Linked DNA regions of Zea mays: regions 1 and 3 are each linked to region 2. A link is a contact called in public Hi-C data. All regions are on one chromosome and are shown on one strand. Each heading gives the region's core, a stretch centred on a gene start, on an enhancer-like site or on the middle of the called end of the contact. The rest is flanking DNA. Distances are from core to core; before and after follow the strand shown.

Region 1 (3,037 bases), core at 316-2,815, 140 kb before region 2:
GTCATTGTCGACCTTTTACCGTGCAGCTAGTAAGCCGAGCACACACATCCGGTCGATAGCTCGGGAGATGTGAGACGATACAAGATGGTAGCACGGGCGGGCGTGCGTCCGTCCGTCCATCCACTTGGCGTTGGCGCCACGCCGGATGCCGGCTTGATGGAGTGCGCACACGCAACCCGCATAGAAGCAGCCGCCGCCAACGCCACCCAGACCCAGCCAGCCGCGCACAGGCACATGCAACCATGCATTCGCGGACACGCACAGCACGCCAGTACGGCACGGTCTCGCCCAGCTCACCATGGCTGGCCGGTCGCTCGCCCGCCCGCGCAGAACGCCGGTGGCCAAAACGCCATCACCACCAGCGCGAATGCATGGCACACGTTGTGCAGCGCGCGGGGCGGGCTCACTCATTGCGATGCGATGCGATGCGATCCGATGCGATGCGGTCCGCTAGTGCGGGTTGTTGTCGTTTATCTCCTTCCCCCGCTCTGCTCTGCTCTGCTCTGCCTGCCACATGGCCAGCAAATTTTCCACAGTAAACCCGCCGGTTCACGTGGGAATACAATTCTCGTTTTTTCCAATGGATCAACACAACATAAACTTTAGTTAACTAATTAATATTTGTTTAGAGGTAATGTTTTCCTTAGCCAAACATCTATATATTCGATCATCAGTTTTTTTAAAAAAATACTATATATAGGATTGTGGTATAAGTTTTATAGTTTTCACATGTACCATATCAAAAGCTTTTCGGATGTACTATAGGAGATTCTTTGCAACGTATGAGTTTTACAGAAACAGTATAAAAATTTCATACAAATTAGTTTACAAAGAGAGAGAGAGAGAGAGAGAAAACACGTAGGATTCAAGAAATATTTCTTCAATCCAAACCAGGATCCCTTGTTTTTTAATTTACAACATATAGAGAGATAGAGGGGTAGGGGGAGGGGTTTGTCAGTATTTTTTTAGCTGTTTGAATTGTCTGACAGCGAAGCGAAACCAATGATCCGCATATCTTGTCATGTCACATCTCGTCCTTTTAAAAGAATATCTTGTCGTATTTTTCTTTTTTTTTTCCCCAGGATTCCATCCCCTGGAAACTTCTGCCGATTTTGTTTTCCAAGAAAACAAATACCCCAGCAGCCGTGGATTGTGGGGGATATATATCCTTGGCTTTGTAGCAGATCGCTTGCACGGCCAGCATCGTTGGACTTGGATTGCAGCAGGCAAACAAAACCAAAAAGACAGCGCGAGAGCGTCAGCAAATATACCACTCCTACTTTTAAAAGACAAAAAAAAAACAGAGTGGAAGAAAAGAGAAGGCCATTCAATCCTAGCAACACAATTTTAAGTTTCTGAAAAATAGAAAATAGAAATTGGTCTGGATTTTCTGGTCCATTCTATGAATCAGGTGATATAATATGAATATAAATCAGAGGGGGAGGGGGGCATGGCCCGCACACCAGCCTTGCAGCACTATTATGCTGTGTTGTCACTTACCTACTCTCCGCTCCCTCCATAAATAGCTCCACCCTCTCGCTCTCACTCCCCCACCTCACGCACTCATCCATTCGGCCATTCCTTAACATCCTTGTTGCAAGCGGCGCCAGCTTGCTCGCGCTCTCTCGCAGCTGCTACGCTAAAGCAAGTCTAGTCTCTAGAGGAGGAGGCGGAGGGGGAGGCCATGGGCAAGGACGACGTGGTCCAGAGCGGCGCGGGCGGCGGGGAGTTCGCCGCCAAGGACTACACGGACCCGCCGCCGGCGCCGCTGGTGGACGCGGCGGAGCTGGGTTCGTGGTCGCTGTACCGCGCGGTGATCGCGGAGTTCATCGCGACGCTGCTGTTCCTGTACGTGACGGTGGCGACGGTGATCGGGTACAAGCACCAGACGGACGCGTCTGCGTCGGGGGCCGGGGCGGACGCGGCGTGCGGCGGCGTGGGCGTGCTGGGCATCGCGTGGGCCTTCGGCGGCATGATCTTCGTGCTGGTCTACTGCACCGCCGGCATCTCGGGGGGCCACATCAACCCGGCCGTCACCTTCGGCCTCTTCCTGGCGCGCAAGGTGTCGCTGGTGCGCGCGCTGCTGTACATGGTGGCGCAGTGCCTCGGCGCCGTCTGCGGCGTCGGCCTCGTCAAGGCGTTCCAGAGCGCCTACTTCGACCGGTACGGCGGCGGCGCCAACTCGCTCGCGTCCGGCTACTCCCGCGGCGCGGGGCTCGGCGCCGAGATCGTCGGCACCTTCGTGCTCGTGTACACCGTCTTCTCCGCCACCGACCCCAAGCGCAACGCCCGCGACTCCCACGTCCCGGTGAGCACACCACGCCACCACCCGGCCCCGACCAACGCCACCGCCTCTCTTAGCTTCCCTTCTCTTTTATTTATGTTTCTACTACTTTTTGTGCCTCGATCTTACTGCGCGCAGCGCGCATACTCGTCGTACTACACACTGTAGCTCAGTAGCTGTTTGTTTGTTGGAGTTCAAGGGGAGGAGGTTAGCTAGAGCTGAAGTCATGGTAGCAAATAGTAGTAGTAAATAGCACAACACGTCATTAAGGGCTTCATAGTCGTGATAATGGCCGTTATTAAAGAGTCCCGTACTCTCATCCACAGAGGACATCCATCTTCGGAGCCGGACATAGCTCCGACCTTATCCACCCCCCATCGACCATCGTGTAAAAAGCTGAGCTGGGGGTCTGGTCCGGCCCTGTAGCAGGGGTACGTACAGTAGTACATGGTCCGCCGGCTCGGGTCCATCCAGTCCTTGTCGTGATGAGCTGGTCCGTGCACCTCCCTTCCCTTGTGCATGCGTTGTCCCAATGGCTTGTCAGCGAGCCTATCCACCTAAATTTCGCGTGTTGTTTTGAGGAGAAAAACTTTGCTGGAGTTGGCCGACCATCGTATGGTGGTGCGTACTATATCTTTACTATGTCTATCTCCAACACACTGTTTATACGTCTAATTTCTTATTTTAAACTCTAATCTGTAAACAGTGTAATCTCTGTACGGTCATTTATTCAGGGTGCTGGAGGTGGCCTAA
Region 2 (3,321 bases), core at 529-3,028:
ATCTGGATTTCTCCGTCGTTTCTTGTTGGAAATCTTAATTTAATAATGTTCTGCTTCAGATTGCGGAGCTGAGAACACCGTGAAGCTAGTAGACGTCGTCCAGTGCCGTGAATGTGGCCACCGCATCCTCTACAAGAAGCGGACCCGCCGGAGTAAGACCACATCATTGCTTATCCTTTCATTCAGATATGCGATTCCTTGTTTTCCTCATCGGTTAAATTGAGGATAGAACACACAATTGCTTGTGTCCAGCAGAGGCCGTCCTCTGTTGTGGTGGTGTTGACGATAAAGTGCATCATCTGTATGTATACCCCAAAACATAATATTTTTTCTTGCATTGTCAGTAATATACCTGCCATGCCAAGCCTAAAGGTTCAGTGATGTCACAGGAATGATTTATAAAGGTAGCAGCGTACAATGGATTAAATGGATAGCTAATGGGTCGCTTATAGAAACGTAAAGGGTGCATTATGATTAATTGGCCAAGTGCCTAATCAGCTATAGACTTGTTTTTAGAACATTGTTTGCCTCCATGTCTCAATTATGCACATATCATACATTTGTTTTTCTTAGAAAAATGTGTGCACATTCAAAAGTAGTGATTGGTTTGATTATCGTTACGGGCATAGTCACAGTTTCTTGGTCGATGGGGTCGAGGAACATGGTAGACTACTTGTGAAGGCTTTTTACACAGCAGGATCGAAAATGACACTATGTAATTGGGTCAGGAATGGCATTCATGGGTTGAGGGTCGATGCCTTCGACCCTGTTTTATGTGACTATTTACTGGTTGATAATGCTTAGTGCTCATTAGTAATTTAATGATGACCTGCAGAAAATGGTAGCTGAATTGAGTGTGAAATTAGAGTTCATGGTTGACAATTCTAGCCACTTATAAGATGGTATAGGGTGTGAAGTTAGATGTCATGGTTGGTCTATTGGACCATGTTTTAATTTCTAATTTGATCTTTGTTCTCATGTGTGGCCTTCCTCACCAAAATGTTATGTTTCTTGTATAGTTGTCCAATTTGAAGCACGCTGAGGAGTGACGACAGGGGAAAAACACTGGAGATGGTTGATCTATTACTCGCCACTCACCTATGTAAAGAGTCTTGTGAGGGAAATGAAAGTGTCAGACATAATGTTTGAATGAATGTCGTGTGCCTCTTTTGGGCTTGAAAACTTTAATATGTAAGGCTTGAACTAGGGTCGGATTTGAGCATTGAGATACTGCAGTAATATGTTGATGGGTCCTCCTAAGTACCGAATCTAATGCGTGCCTGTTATGCCTGCGTTATTATTTATTTATTGGCCATTTGTTTGGTGTTCAGTGGAAATATCGATTTAGGGGGTGTTTGGTTTGTAGGGACTAATTTTTAGTCCCTACATTTTATTCCACTTTAGTTACAAAATCATCAAATATAGAAATTAAAACTCTATTTTAGTTTCTATATATATCAATTTATATACTAAAATGGAATAAAATGAAGGGACTAAACATTAGTCCCTAGAAACCAAACACCTCCTTATACGGCTGGAATATTGTTTGTGCCCTCACTTGATCCGTTCATTCGGAACTGATGAAAATGTGATGGGCTGACGGGTGCGATTCAGATGTATGCGGTCTGCTTGTAGTGTCCAGCTTGGGCAGCGTAATTACGCATATACGGTCTACTTCCGTACTCCCAATTTCGTATACGCCGTTCACTACGAATACACCGTACGCCGCCGCTTCCACAGTTCCACGTAAAAACGCGCAGGCCAGGCCCCGCGGCTCCATCGTGCTCCCATTTCGCTTCCTTTCCCCTACCGCATCGATGGACCACGCGCCAGCGCCCCCTTTCGCCGTGCACCTCGTCACCGGCGGCGGATCCTCGTCGGGGATCGCCCTCCTACTGCGCTCCCTCGCCGCCGCCCGTGTCGTCGCTCTTGACGCAGAGTGGAAGCCGCGCCGCCGCGGTAGCCCTGCCGCTGCCGACCCTGCGGCCCTGGGCGACGACACGACGCCGGCGTCCGAGACATCTCCAGCGCCGCCGAAGTTCCCGACGGTGACGCTGCTCCAGGTGGCCTGCCGCTTCAGCGATGGTGGTGGAGGTGAGGGCGAGCGCAGCGAGGTGTTTGTCGTCGACCTGCTTTCCGTGCCGCTCGCCGACCTGTGGGCACCGCTGCGAGAGCTGTTCGAGCGGCCTGAGACGCTCAAGCTGGGGTTCAGGTTTAAGCAGGACCTGGTGTACCTCTCCTCCACCTTCTCCGCCGCCCTCGGGTGCGATTCCGGATTCGATAGGGTAAGGGCGTGTTGACCAAATGTCGTGGCAAGCTGCACATTCATTTCCTGGTGGCAACGTCGATGTAAAGTTTCAAGTCGGGATTAGGTTAGTGATTCCCACGTAATTGGTACTCATGTGCTGGGATATGCTTAACCATTGAACTGATTGTTAAAATTTAGAACCAAATTCTGCAGGATCAACCCCCTCTGGCTTTAGCAGCTCTTCTGTGGGAAATGAATTAAGCTCTGTACTAGCAGCTTAGCCTGCACAATTGTGTAGCTAGTGATTGTAATCGCTTGCACTTTTTAGGATGGCATTATTTTCGAAACAACTAGTTTCAACCCTTGCTCACTAACCGTTTTAGAGAACATGGGCCAAATAGTAACCATACATGTACATCCACTGTATATTGAAAAAAATAAGGGTCGTTTTGTGCTGCTCCAACAAAGTGAGCAACAATCAAATACCAATCAAACTGCGATAGACTGCAAATTACGTGGGTCAACCATGTGTTAATTTCTTGCATCTTATGATCCACATTGCAGTCCCTTTTTCTGATAAAGTCTAGGACTGAGTCCATACCTGCAATTCATCCTTGATTACAGGGTAAAGTCTAGGGTTTATTGCAGACTTGCATTTCATCCTTGATCAGGGGCGGATCTACACCCTTGGCCACTCGGTCCGTGGCCTGGGGCTTGATCCATATAACTCTACAAGAGTCTCTATTTGATCTAATATAAAATGGCTAAGATGAAAAGAAGAGAATGAAATTCAGTAGGTTTGGTGGTCATGGAAAAATTCTAGATCCGCCCCTGTCGTCGACAATAGAGTTATCTCCCATATCACTGAGCTATTATCATACTATATCATAGTATATCATGTACTCATCATAGTTTGATTCATTTGCTCCTGTCTAATACACTGAATTATCAATGTGGATAGATCAGGTATGGTATTGGAAAATAAGTGTGTTGACCTTTCACTGTTTTTTTTATTTTGGGCTATTGTGTTTCCATCCCTGGATGGAAGCGAAATTGTGATTTTTACACCTCCC
Region 3 (3,237 bases), core at 401-2,900, 220 kb after region 2:
TAAGTAGCCACGAAGCAACAATTAAATGGAGAAATCTAACGTGAACACTAATTAAGGATGAGATCGAGAGAGAGACACCAATCGTCCTTTCATGATGATGGCTTCGGTTCGTGTTCTAATGTCAATAGACGGTAAGAGAACCACTGTATGACTGTTTCGATCAGTGTTTCACCTATAAATTAGAAATTTTATAAACAGTGTAAACATACAACCTATTGTATGACTTGTTATTTATATTGTCTGCACGTGTTTTTCAATACACATATAGACAACATTTGTGTGTGGGCTGTATATGACTTAGTCTTTACCTGTGTAATAAGTTTTATAACTAGACTATATTTAATACTCGTAATTACCACTAAACATTCAATGTGACAGAAACTAAACTTTAGTTGGTTGGAAACAAATACCTCTTTAGCCTTGCCAAATCCTTTCTCTCTTCTTATTCTTTATATTGTCTAATTCATGTATAAAGTATGTCTTTACTTAAAAGAAACAAAAAGACAAATCATCACGTTTAATCCTCTATGTGTCAGATGCTCCTTCAACCATGTAGCACCACCTTCACTCTTCGCCATGTCACATATTACAATACAAGTAATGATGCAAATCATACTAACATGGATGTAAATAATTACAACTACTATCTAAAACATTTTAAGGCAAAAGGGCCTTTAGCTAAGTTCGTTAGATGGTCTGCGTAGCATTTCTCAGGTCCGGTCTTAATCTTGACATGGACTACGGAGCCGTTGTGTATGGGTGGTCAGGTGGAGCAGAAGTTCGGGGGTTTTCTCGACCCGCATAAGAATATCTTCTTGTTAATATAAAAAGTAATTTACACACTAACGTCTAATACTACCGTATACGACGATTCGTCTGATTTTTTACCCAAATTTGCCTCGTTTATTATAAAAACTCATAACTATTTTTTTTTTTACCTTTGACATCGTTTAACATATAATATATTTGAAGTATGACTTTGAATTTTTATTTTTTTCCACAAAATTTGAATAAGACAAACCGATCAAACTTGGTATAAAAATCTAAACGAAATATAAATTGGGACCAAGAGAGTAAATAATACTACCATATAAATCACATAAATAATGCTACCATCAAAATCACATGTTACCTGCCATCTAATACAACCATATAAATAATACTAACATCTAAATAACATATATATTTTCTGCAGTAATATATGTTACTTGGCAAATTCAACAAATACACAAAACATATTTCAAATAAATCACAAATCGGAGCTAAACATGATTGAACAGAGACAAACCAAAGTTTCACAACAAAATAGGCGTGACCGAAAACCCCGCAATTCGATGGATTTCATTGTGGCCGCGACGAATAGGGCTGCTTAGGACGATTCTAATTTGGGAGCAAAGGAGATTAAATCGAGAGGATTGGTTGGGTCATGTAAATGAATTAACGGGTCTGGTGGTTTCTTTAACCGACCAAATATGTTTGTTTAAAATTCAATGTATCAAAATATTCAGAAAACATCTAATTTTTTGTATCATTTTTTTCCTGACCTTATAATTTTTAAAATTCTTAAAATTTGAAACAAAGTCTACCGAAATGTGGATGAAATTTATTTCCGGGTAGTACGGAGACGAATTTCCCCCAAAAATTCGCCGATTTTGGTCTGGGAAAGTATTCCCTGGTGCCGACTAGGCGACGGGACCACCAAAAACCACTCTCTTGTGCGCGAGCATCGTTAAAATTGGCCACGCCGCCGCCGCCGGCCGGCGAGGAGCCGGTACTGTCTGCTTGCTCTTCTTTTCACCGAACCAAAACGCCCGCCGGAAAGGGTCAAAGGGGAAACAGAGATCTCGGTTTGCAGTGATGAAGCTTCGCTGATGAGCTGGCGCCCGTCCACTCGCAACGACGCTGGACAAAAGACTAGCCGTCCCGTCCCGTCACGGCCCGGCGACCTGGCAAGGAGAACTGCAGCGACAGCGACAGCGACCTCTGGACAATCGGCTGTGACGGTCTTTCTCGTTTGTTTTATAGATAGGAAAGAAATAAAGATAAGGGTTAAAGCTTTCTCGTAGCCTCCTCAGAACATACGGGCGATTGTCTTTTCGCCGGTGAGCCATTAATTCCGTCGAGCTGATTTCTTCTTGCTGGTTTTGCCGGTTTTATTTTTTTCTTTTATTGGTAATTCTTGGCCGTGGCGACTGACGATTCCTTTTGGCGCTTGTAATAGCACAAGCATAGCTAAAGTCGTCCCGTTTCCTCCTGGTTTCAATCTGTTTGGAACTTTTGTTAGTTCCGGTCCATAGGGGGAATCGTACTATCCTGTGGTCAAAATTGTCGCTTCTTTCTTTTGTCGCTCTCTCTATACACACCAAAAAGAAGGAAAAAAAACCACGATTTTTTCTCCCAACTTTGAGTAATTACCGAGTGTTTCTTCAAGTCGGAGCTCGGCTCTGTGCTTAGCCGGGACCCTATACTTGGGGTTTTGGCGGGTCCATCGGAATGGTCAGCGGGAATCTGCTCTACCGGAGGAAGCGCTCGTGGCGTGCCGATGAGTTCGTGAGCCGGAGCACGCTGCAATTGGTAAGATTCTTCTCGCCCCTCTTCCTTCAGTTGATCCTCCGCTAGTAGCTGCAGACATTGCCTCGCCTACTGGGAAGTGACAAAACTGTAATATCCGCCTTGGTACTAAATTTGGTAGCATAGAGCATTTGATGGATGAAGTTGATTCTAGTGAGCTAGCCTATTTGCGATATCTTATTCTGCTCTCTTGCTGCTTATGATGATTGTTAGTATTCAGAGTCTTCTGAAATGTTTCTTTAAAGGCCCAAATTGCGCTAGATGAATTAGTACTTGTTTAACTGACTTTTGCAGATAAAAAAAGTTGTATTTTTTTTCCATCGTTAATAACTGTATTAAGAATTTTATTGGCTTACCAAATTAAACAGCAAATTGCTTAACCATTTGTATTTGTTGAAAGCGTCACAAGATTGTGGACAAAGTTTCCCATTTGATTTGGTTAAGTTTTGAGAAAAATATATGAGTAGTCGAGGGTATGGTATGGAATTCTGCAGTGACTGGCTTTATTTCTTATTGATCATTACTTTTGGGAATGCTCAGCTCGACTTTGATGATGGCTCACCACCAGAGCATGCATGGAGAAGGAAACTAAGTAGTCATGCTAATAGATTGAAGGAGTTCAATGTCACATTCAGAGAAGCAATTAGAATGGTATGGAAAAATGCA

The links. Hi-C and Micro-C count contacts between places; a contact is called where the count stands out from the background.
Region 1: a contact with region 2 is called in a Hi-C map of leaf, with 3 times the contacts expected there. The contact joins the promoter of LOC542644 here to the promoter of LOC100217277 in region 2. A contact is called at or near these places in 5 of 25 Hi-C or Micro-C datasets (bundle sheath, ear, leaf and 1 more).
Region 3: a contact with region 2 is called in a Hi-C map of ear, with 2.0 times the contacts expected there. The contact joins the promoter of LOC103647301 here to the promoter of LOC100217277 in region 2. A contact is called at or near these places in 2 of 25 Hi-C or Micro-C datasets (ear and tassel).

What each region holds. Positions count from the first base shown.
Region 1 is chr2:173,062,680-173,065,716 of Zm-B73-REFERENCE-NAM-5.0, forward strand. It overlaps LOC542644 (plasma membrane intrinsic protein 2), which reads left to right and starts at 1,566. Exons shown (of 3, transcript NM_001112168.1): 1 at 1,566-2,308. The coding sequence starts at 1,685.
Region 2 is chr2:173,201,887-173,205,207 of Zm-B73-REFERENCE-NAM-5.0, forward strand. LOC100217277 reads left to right here and starts at 1,779. Exons shown (of 8, transcript NM_001143629.2): 1 at 1,779-2,285. The coding sequence starts at 1,818. LOC100284471 (DNA-directed RNA polymerases I, II, and III 7.3 kDa polypeptide) reads left to right here. Exons shown (of 3, transcript NM_001157366.1): 2 at 60-152; 3 at 1,020-1,265. The coding sequence ends at 1,042.
Region 3 is chr2:173,421,526-173,424,762 of Zm-B73-REFERENCE-NAM-5.0, forward strand. It overlaps LOC103647301 (non-lysosomal glucosylceramidase), which reads left to right and starts at 1,651. Exons shown (of 18, transcript XM_008671844.3): 1 at 1,651-2,574; 2 at 3,112-3,222. The coding sequence starts at 2,494.